3 separate regions of the Sus scrofa genome follow, and regions 2 and 3 are each linked to region 1. Evidence: chromatin contacts called from public Hi-C and HiChIP or PLAC-seq data. All regions are on one chromosome and are shown on one strand. Each heading gives the region's core, a stretch centred on a gene start, on an enhancer-like site or on the middle of the called end of the contact. The rest is flanking DNA. Distances are from core to core; before and after follow the strand shown.

What was found. Hi-C and Micro-C count contacts between places; a contact is called where the count stands out from the background. HiChIP or PLAC-seq counts read pairs in DNA pulled down with a chosen protein or histone mark.
Region 2: an H3K27ac HiChIP or PLAC-seq map of alveolar macrophages shows a contact between it and region 1. The contact joins two enhancer-like sites. A contact is called at or near these places in 1 of 47 Hi-C or Micro-C datasets (fibroblasts) and 1 of 2 datasets of contacts at active chromatin or transcription factors (alveolar macrophages).
Region 3: a contact with region 1 is called in a Hi-C map of embryonic fibroblasts, with 2.5 times the contacts expected there. The contact joins the promoter of TET2 here to the enhancer-like site in region 1. A contact is called at or near these places in 5 of 47 Hi-C or Micro-C datasets (embryonic fibroblasts, fibroblasts, skeletal muscle and 1 more) and 1 of 2 datasets of contacts at active chromatin or transcription factors (alveolar macrophages).

Annotation. Positions count from the first base shown.
Region 1 is chr8:116,385,157-116,387,760 of Sscrofa11.1, forward strand. No RefSeq gene overlaps it. Among named protein-coding and RNA genes, the nearest start is that of PPA2, 140 kb to the left of the region's middle. Within about 2 kb of position 1,320, at least 47 of the 83 cell types and tissues checked have an H3K27ac peak or open chromatin away from gene starts, as enhancers often do. A contact at or near this core is called in alveolar macrophages, embryonic fibroblasts, skeletal muscle and 1 more, where this site is marked.
Region 2 is chr8:116,620,565-116,623,168 of Sscrofa11.1, forward strand. All of the region lies in intron 4 of LOC110262179 (a long non-coding RNA gene), which reads left to right. Among named protein-coding and RNA genes, the nearest start is that of TET2, 75 kb to the left of the region's middle. Within about 2 kb of position 1,312, at least 23 of the 83 cell types and tissues checked have an H3K27ac peak or open chromatin away from gene starts, as enhancers often do. A contact at or near this core is called in alveolar macrophages, where this site is marked.
Region 3 is chr8:116,545,664-116,548,267 of Sscrofa11.1, forward strand. TET2 (methylcytosine dioxygenase TET2) reads right to left here and starts at 1,313. Exons shown (of 11, transcript XM_013978993.2): 1 at 838-1,313.

The DNA.
Region 1 (2,604 bases), core at 70-2,569:
ACCTAAGTGTTCGCCACCACCTCTCTTCCCGCCGTGATTACATTTAATTTTTCCTAGCGGGGCAAAAAGATAAACCAGAAACGCACACAAAATGTGAATGTATTGTCTAGATTAAACTTTCCATCGGCTTCTGAATATTCTTAAGTGGTGTGGAAAGCAGGTCAGGGAAGGAAAGGCGGAGGCGGCTTTCTTTGGCCTTGAAAAAGAAACTTTTAAAATCAGAAACACTGTGTTGCGCTTCGTACACATCATCTCATTTAATTCTGTGAACTGATCTGCAAGATAACCATCATCACACTCCTTTTTTTTCAGATGGAGGACAGACAATAGGGCTCAGAAAGGTTAGGACTTGTTCGGGTTCAGACATGGCAGAACCAGAGTTTGAACCCAGGTCTGCCTGACTGAAAAACTTCTGGTCTTTTTTTTTTTTTTTGAGACTAGGCTCATCCTCATATAGCAAGTTAGCCTCTCCCCTGTGTCCCAAGAAGACCATTAAGTGACATTTTCCGGGGGGAGGGGGAGGGGGGGCTAATCCGTACCAAAGAGGTGGTTTCTTCGACAGCTCTTTGACTGGCCAAGTCGGACCTAAAAAAATATTTCCTTACAGAGGAGCACGTCAGAGAGAAGGAGGGAGGGAGGGAGGGAGGAAATTAGGACCAGCTCCCTTTCCCGACTAGGAAATTTTTAACTTCTTGGCTTCCCAGTGGGTAAAGGAGCTCCCCCCTGCCCCCATCTCGTCTCTTCCCACACTGCTTCCTCCCTCCCAGTTGCCTCATTAGTCCTGGCAGCTGTAATTGGTATATTAAATCCAGGAATATGATTTAAAAGAGAAAGTAGGCGGAGGATTTTTCTGGTCTAGCCCAGATCATTTTTCCTGTCTCTGACGATCAAATGTGACTGCTGTACACGCTCAACTGTAACGTCAAGTTCTTTCATTTCCGGGCTCCGTCTCTCCGAAGCTCGGAGGCGGACGGACCTCTGCTACGTTGGAGTCGCCGGCCTTCTGCAAGGACTGCTGTCATCAAAACGAATTGAGAAGAGCATCAGCTTTGAGGAAACGTGATTCTCATCTCTTGCTCTTCCTGCCTTCAGCCCCCTTCCCCCACCGCCGGCTCTGTGACCCCATTTCCAGGACAGGTAGTGCTCTCTTGAGTCACTCTTTCTGTTTCCAGATGGCTCACAGTCATGGTGACTCAGAAGAGCTGAACAGCCCTCTCTTCTCTGAAAGAGCTCATGGTTAGAGTCAGTGAGCAGCTTCTGGGCGTCGTTCGGTCCTTCCGTTGCAGAGTGTCATTCTGTGCAGCCCTGGGGGTTTTCCCTCCTCGGCCGTTCTGGTTGTGAATGGTTACCATGAGAGCGAGTGATTCACCGCTGTTTAATATGCCACGGGGTAGGCGAGGCTCTGTGACATCAGCGGCTGGCGTGTGCTTGGAACCAGACACACACCCACCTACACCCACGCGGTTCTGCTTCTGCCGTGCAGAGCCGGAGGCGCTGAATGGAGCCGGAGCCCAGGTACTCTGACACCGCCTCACGGTGTCATGTTTTCCGCTGACTCTTTGCAGAGAGTCAGAGGCAGGCACAGCCCTACCGGGGGTTATAATGCAGATGGGTTGTATACTCAGCATCCTAAGCTGTGTCACTGGACTTGAGGCCATTTTGGTCTTTCCCTTCCCCTCACCCTTTCTTCCTGACCCAGATCCCTCTGCCAGGGAACAAAGAAATCAGGGGCCGTGTGTCCTAGCCAGTTCATTAATGGAGCCCAGACGCAACCCGCAGAACTCCGACGACGGTCTAATTATACATGTGGCCACCTGGGAGCTCTATTAAAAACTGGACGGCTGGGCAAAGCGCTGACCTACTGGGCCTCTGAGGGTTCTGAGTGGTCAGCCAGCGCTCCTCCCGCCCAGATTAAAAAGAATTCCTCACACCCGCCTTACTTTCAACCAGGCTCGAGAGCCACTTGTTAGCTCTGTGATCTGGAGGGAATTATTTCAATTCTGTGTCTTGGTTTGCTCAACTTGAAGATGGAGATAATAATAGGACATCCCTTAAGTGGTGATTATGGGGATTGGGAAAGTTCATCCACGTAAGGCACTTAGATCAATCTTTGGCCCGTAGTAAAGTTTTCTATAAATGTGATTATTAATATCCTTACTAAGCTTATAACTTCCTAAGCTGCAAATATATAGGTAACATCACAGCCTACCTGGGAGAGGAAAGCATAGCCTCTGGAAAACTCTATACCTTGATCTGAAAGTACTGTGATTGGCCATCAGAGTCACACCATCCATAAGCACCTGAGTGGTCCTTGAACACATGTTCTCTGCCTGCAGTTGTACTTTTAGGAATCTTGTAGGGGCTGGGACTGAGTCATATTTAACCTTGCTTCCAGGTCTCTCTGTGGTTCTTCCACAATGTCTAGCATGTTTACAGATGCTCATTTGAATTGACATCGAGGGCCATTATTTGGGATATCTCCTCTCCAAATGCTTGGCAGTGCAGAGCTGGCAGCTCCACCACACAGTGGAGGTTGATTTCAGGCTCCAGTTACTCCAGAATTCCTGACTGCTTGATGGGAGTGTCATAGAAAATACAGAGGTT
Region 2 (2,604 bases), core at 62-2,561, 240 kb after region 1:
CATTCCTTTCACTCTAATATTTGCCTGAGTTCCTCAAACACTGATTTGAGGATATCTTTTTTTTTTTTTTTTTGCTTTTTAGGGAGGCACTCACGGCATATGGAGATTCCCAGGCTAGGGGTCGAATCAGAGCTACAGCTGCCATCCACAGCCACAGGCATGGCCACAGCCACAGCCACTACCATGCCAGATCTGAGCCGCGTCTGTGAGCTACACCACAGCTCATGGCAATGCTGGATCCTTAACCCATTGAGAGAGGCCAGGGATCGAACCTGCAACGTCATGGTTTCTAGTTGGATTTGTTTCCAATGCACCATGATGGGAACTCCTGAGGATATCTTTTAGTCTTTACACTAGTGATTAAAAAAAAACAAACAAAAACCCTTCATTTTGAGAATGCACCATAGAAGAATAATATTACAGGAGGACTGATGCTTGGCAACTTTGAAGAACTACAAGAAAATTCTGTGCAAAAACTTATACGCAAAAAGAGAAAGTTCTATGACCTCCCCCCAAATCCTGTCCTAGAGTAAGAACTCAATAGATATTTGCCAAATAAATGAAAGGATTAAATTAGAAAATAAATTTTTTTTCTTTTAAGCTCAACAGAGATAGTGATTTTCAGACAAAAAATATTATCGCAAATATTTCCCAGCCAGCAAATGTCATTATCACACCCCTTGCCTAATTTTGGAGATATTATCATGTCTAGCAACAATAGTGTGGATTAAGATTTGTAACGGTTTCGTTGGTTCTAAGGCCCTGAAAATATGATAATTAGAGCATTCTGGATGCTCATTCTTCCTGTTAGAATTATACTGATATTATCATTTCATTTTTGTTTGTTTGTTTCTCCTAACAGCATTCCCATCTTGGCACTTAAGTAGAAAACTTCACTTTTTATGCTTGTTTCACAGTTGATTCCATCCTTTGACTTCCTGTTTTCACAATTTGCCAGCCAATCAAAGATATGTGTGGTCTGAAAGCATGTGTCAACTGAACAGATATCAAAAATAAAACACACATATACATCCCAAAAGACGTGTGTCAAAATCAGTAAGATTGCACAAGGCAGAAACCTCGGATGGTGCATTCACAGAAGAAAATTGTCAGAAATTAGTTCATTCAGTCTAGTATCTGAGCTTTAATAAACCGTGTCTTATCTCCTTTGGCCAGTGGACAGTTTCTAATTGGTAAGGGTCCAAGGTAAGGCAAACAAATGCAGGGAAATCTGTCTGCCTGGCTTTCTACATCAGCAAGATAGCCCTATCGTACATCAACGGACAGGCTTCAAGTTGACAACAGGAAAAATGTGACTCAGCTTCTACAAAAGGGGAAGTCCCGGCACTGGGCTCAAACAATGGGCCTGTCACTTTACTGCTCTGCTGGTCTTACTTTTTTTTGAAGATATGCAGGGGCAGAGGACTCAGTATCCTTCTCTGGGTCCTAGACACTGCATTTAGTATTGAGGAAGAGGTATTGTTAAGGGTGAGAGTGGAGCAGAGGAAACAATGCAGAGCTTGTGGTTAGGCTGGTAAAATGACACCTTAAATTCCAGGAATACTTCATCTGGGTATGGAAACAGGATAGGCCCCGGAACAGAACAGAAGCAAGGCAAATGCTCCCTAGAACATGAAACTCCTGAATGAATAAAACAAAGAAAAGAGTCTGTGAGGGATATGCTTATTTTCTCCTTCTATTGTCATGTGTCTGCTGTTCCCAGTGCGGAAGAGAAATCCCATTTCAAGTCAGCAACTACCTGTTCAGTGATGCAAAAATCTTTCTGTGACATGATGCCAAATGCCATGTACATGTGTTTAAGTTTCGTTATTTGATTTTTCTTTTTTTGGGAGGGGGGGATTGTTGAGACCTATAAGGCTGAAAAAAACTTTATTTCTTTGACAACTATGCTCCATATAACACAAATCACACCACCACCACCCCATGGGTAGACCTCACTCTAGAGTCAGCACAGAAAGAGCATGTCCTTCAAGTGAGCTGCTCTAAAGGGTCTCTGGTCTCCAGCAACTGGACCACCATTACCCACTGTGCTCATAGGTCATCCTTAGTCCCTCTCTTAGGGCTTTGTCTAACTTCACAGTTTCCATTTCTTCTGTATTGACTTCTGAAAGTTCCATCCTCTTTCTTTCTTGTGGTGAAGTGATAAAATGGTTAAGTTTGGGTGATTAAGACCTTTTGGTGAAACAGAGACTTACAAGAACCAGGAGGAGTGGCTATATGTTGCTGGGTCTCAGACTTTTATGGGAAAGACAATGGCAGTAGTGAAAGAATCATTGGTGAGAACATGAGTTTTCTTTTCTTTCTTTTCCTTTTTTTTTTTTTTTGTGTGTGTGGCATATGTAAGTTTCCAGGCTAGGGGTGGAATTGGAGCTGCAGCTTCCCCCCACAGCCCCAGCAATGCAGGATTTGAGTTGTTTCTTTGACCTACACCACAGCTTATGGCAATGCTGGATACTTAACCCACTGAGTTAGGCCAGGATAGAACCCGCATCCTTGTGGATAGTAGTGGGCTTCCTTACCACTGAGCCACAATGGGAACTCCTTTTTTTTTTTTTTTTTTTTTTCTTTTGGCCACCCCCAGGG
Region 3 (2,604 bases), core at 63-2,562, 160 kb after region 1:
CCGGCCCCGCGGCTCCCCGCACAAAAGCCGGCGGCACCTGGAGCCGAACGTGGGGGCGCGCGGTCGAGGCCGGGACTGGGGAGCGAGCCGGCGAAGCGCTGCGCTCTGAGGAGCGCGCGGGCTCCAGGGAACGTCCGGCCTCCGGACGACGCCGCCGTCAGACCCGGGGTTCCCCGGGGACCCTCGGATAGGTCTCTACCCGGGTGAAGGCTCCAGGCAGGCGCAAAGGGGGAGGCGGCATGTGTCCCTGGCACGAGGATGCAAGACCCTAGCTTAACCTTTGAAACTTTTTGTTGGTGCCGTTCCCCTCCGCCCCCTTAGACTAGGTGCACACCCCCCTGCTGCCTGGCACCCTCCCTGACTCCCACCTCCTGGCAGGTATGCCCTCACGCACCCCAGCGCGCACCCAGGTCTGCCCGCTCGAGCCCGCACCCCACCCCCTGGTAGGTCCACCAGCCCCTCTTCGCCCCCGCTTTGGCATCCTCTCTACACAGTCCCTTTAATCTCGCTCAGCAGAAGCACTCCCGAGTTTCTTCGAGGGCATGCCCTTAGTGCTTTAGGGGTCTGTAGTTTTAAAGACTCGACAAATTAGGAAATTGACCGAGGCCCGCTTCTCCCCGCCCCGGCCCACCTTCTGTTTACTTTGGCCACGTGGGCTGGGAAGGATTCACGCAGATCCAAGAGGGCTTTCTAAGCAGCGACTATCTACATCTCGCTTGATTCAGTTTGTAAGAAATAAACCTGCACTTTCAAGTGCTTAAGAGCATCTATTTTGGAAAAAGAAAAAATTCAGTCTCATAATTAAGAAATGAAGAAATCGACCCATAAACAACTAACCTCCAAAAGGCGATCACTCGATTTCTCCTGACGTTCGTAGTCTACAACTGCTCGCATTCATTGACAGTTTTTCTTTTCTATCGCCTAGTCGTTTTTACTTCTCTTTTAATGCTTTTCCGCACAATCATATGTTTAATGTGACGATGAGACAAAGAACAAAGCCCACGTGAATCGTTATATCAGTTTTTGAGATTTGCTCTCTACCTTTAAGAAGTTCTCACTTTTATCAAATTTCAAATACATATTTGGGGCACATCTTTTACGGGATCGCTACATTGTGATCATGATACTCTTAAGTCAACACACGTTATTCTGTGTCGTTCACTTTTTTGTCCATAATTTTTTTTAGAAGTGAAGTCTTTCTCTAATTTTAGGAAATTAGAATATTTCCTCTTTGAAAAGGGCTGGAAAAAAAGGAACTCTAATGTGTTATGTTGTTACGAGAAAAGTGTTTAAAGTAGGTTCTAGTGAAACATTGTTTATTCCATTTTGAGACAAATTGACTTAGATTTTTGATTTCGCACTAGTCTAAGCAAAACTGTTTGTTTCCCTAAGCATGTAAAATGAATTTCTGTCTTTTCTAACTGCACACTAATACGTCATTGAAGTCTTGGCAACTGCTAGGAGGCTTTAAACTGTTTAGGAGGTGCCTTGTAATTTGTTTTTCAAGTTCAAAAAGTAAAGTTTTCAAAGACTATGATGTACATTCGTATAGTGCATGGTACAGCAGAATTGGGACCACGTGGACTTTGGAGTCTGACAGACCTAGATGAATCTTGACTCCACCCCTTACTAAATGTGTGACCTTGAACATTCTACTTAGCTGTTTTGTGTATCAGTTTCCTCATCTGTTAAACACCCTCTGAAACAGTGTGGTTGTGAGGATTAAATAAAACAACTGGTAAGTGCCCAGGTAGTTATTACTATTACCAATCATAAGCCATCTATTTTCAGGGGTTTTCCTTGATTCACTAGCAGTATACAAGTAATTATATCATTGTCTTCTTAAAGTACATGTAGCAAATATTGTATTCACGTGTGTTTGATAGAAACACCTACGTGTTCCCTTAGCTATTTACAAGATAATTGGGAAAATGATGCTTAAGCTCACTCCCTTCTCATTTCATCTTTTAGACCCTTCTTTCTGTTGTAACAGGTAGTTCCCATATAGCTGGAATCACACTTGGCTAGCAGTTGATTTTGCAACAGGCCCTGAACCTTTTCTTGCCAACTTCTTTCTCTGAACCTCCACCCCACCCTTAACCACCATGACATCTGCTAATTTAAAAGAAAATGCATTACTCCTGTTGGTTATTGTGACTTTTCCACAGCAAAATAAATAAATAAAATTCTAATAGTCTCCAAGTGTAAAACATTTTAGTGAAATTATATATTTTTGATTTTTAAAAAGTTCTTTCTTAGTTGCTATTTCTGGGAAAGAAAAGCTGTAGTTGCACATGATCAGTTGTTTGCTGCACTTCAGTGCACATTTGGATGGGTAATTCAGAGCCAGCTTTTATTTTGTGCATTCTAGAGATTCCTCCTCCTATAGGTGTGGATAATCTATTTTTAAAAGATAATTTGTTGTTTTAACAACAGTAAATTGTTACCAAATTCCTTACCACTTTTCCTCCAACTAGAAAGACCAGTACTGCTCCTACACAGAAAAATCTTTGCTTTCTTATTGGGGGTGAAGGGCGGGGGGAGACAAATAGAACAGGTTCCACGACATGCTATTTTGTGTTAGAAATTTGACTTGATTGGCCT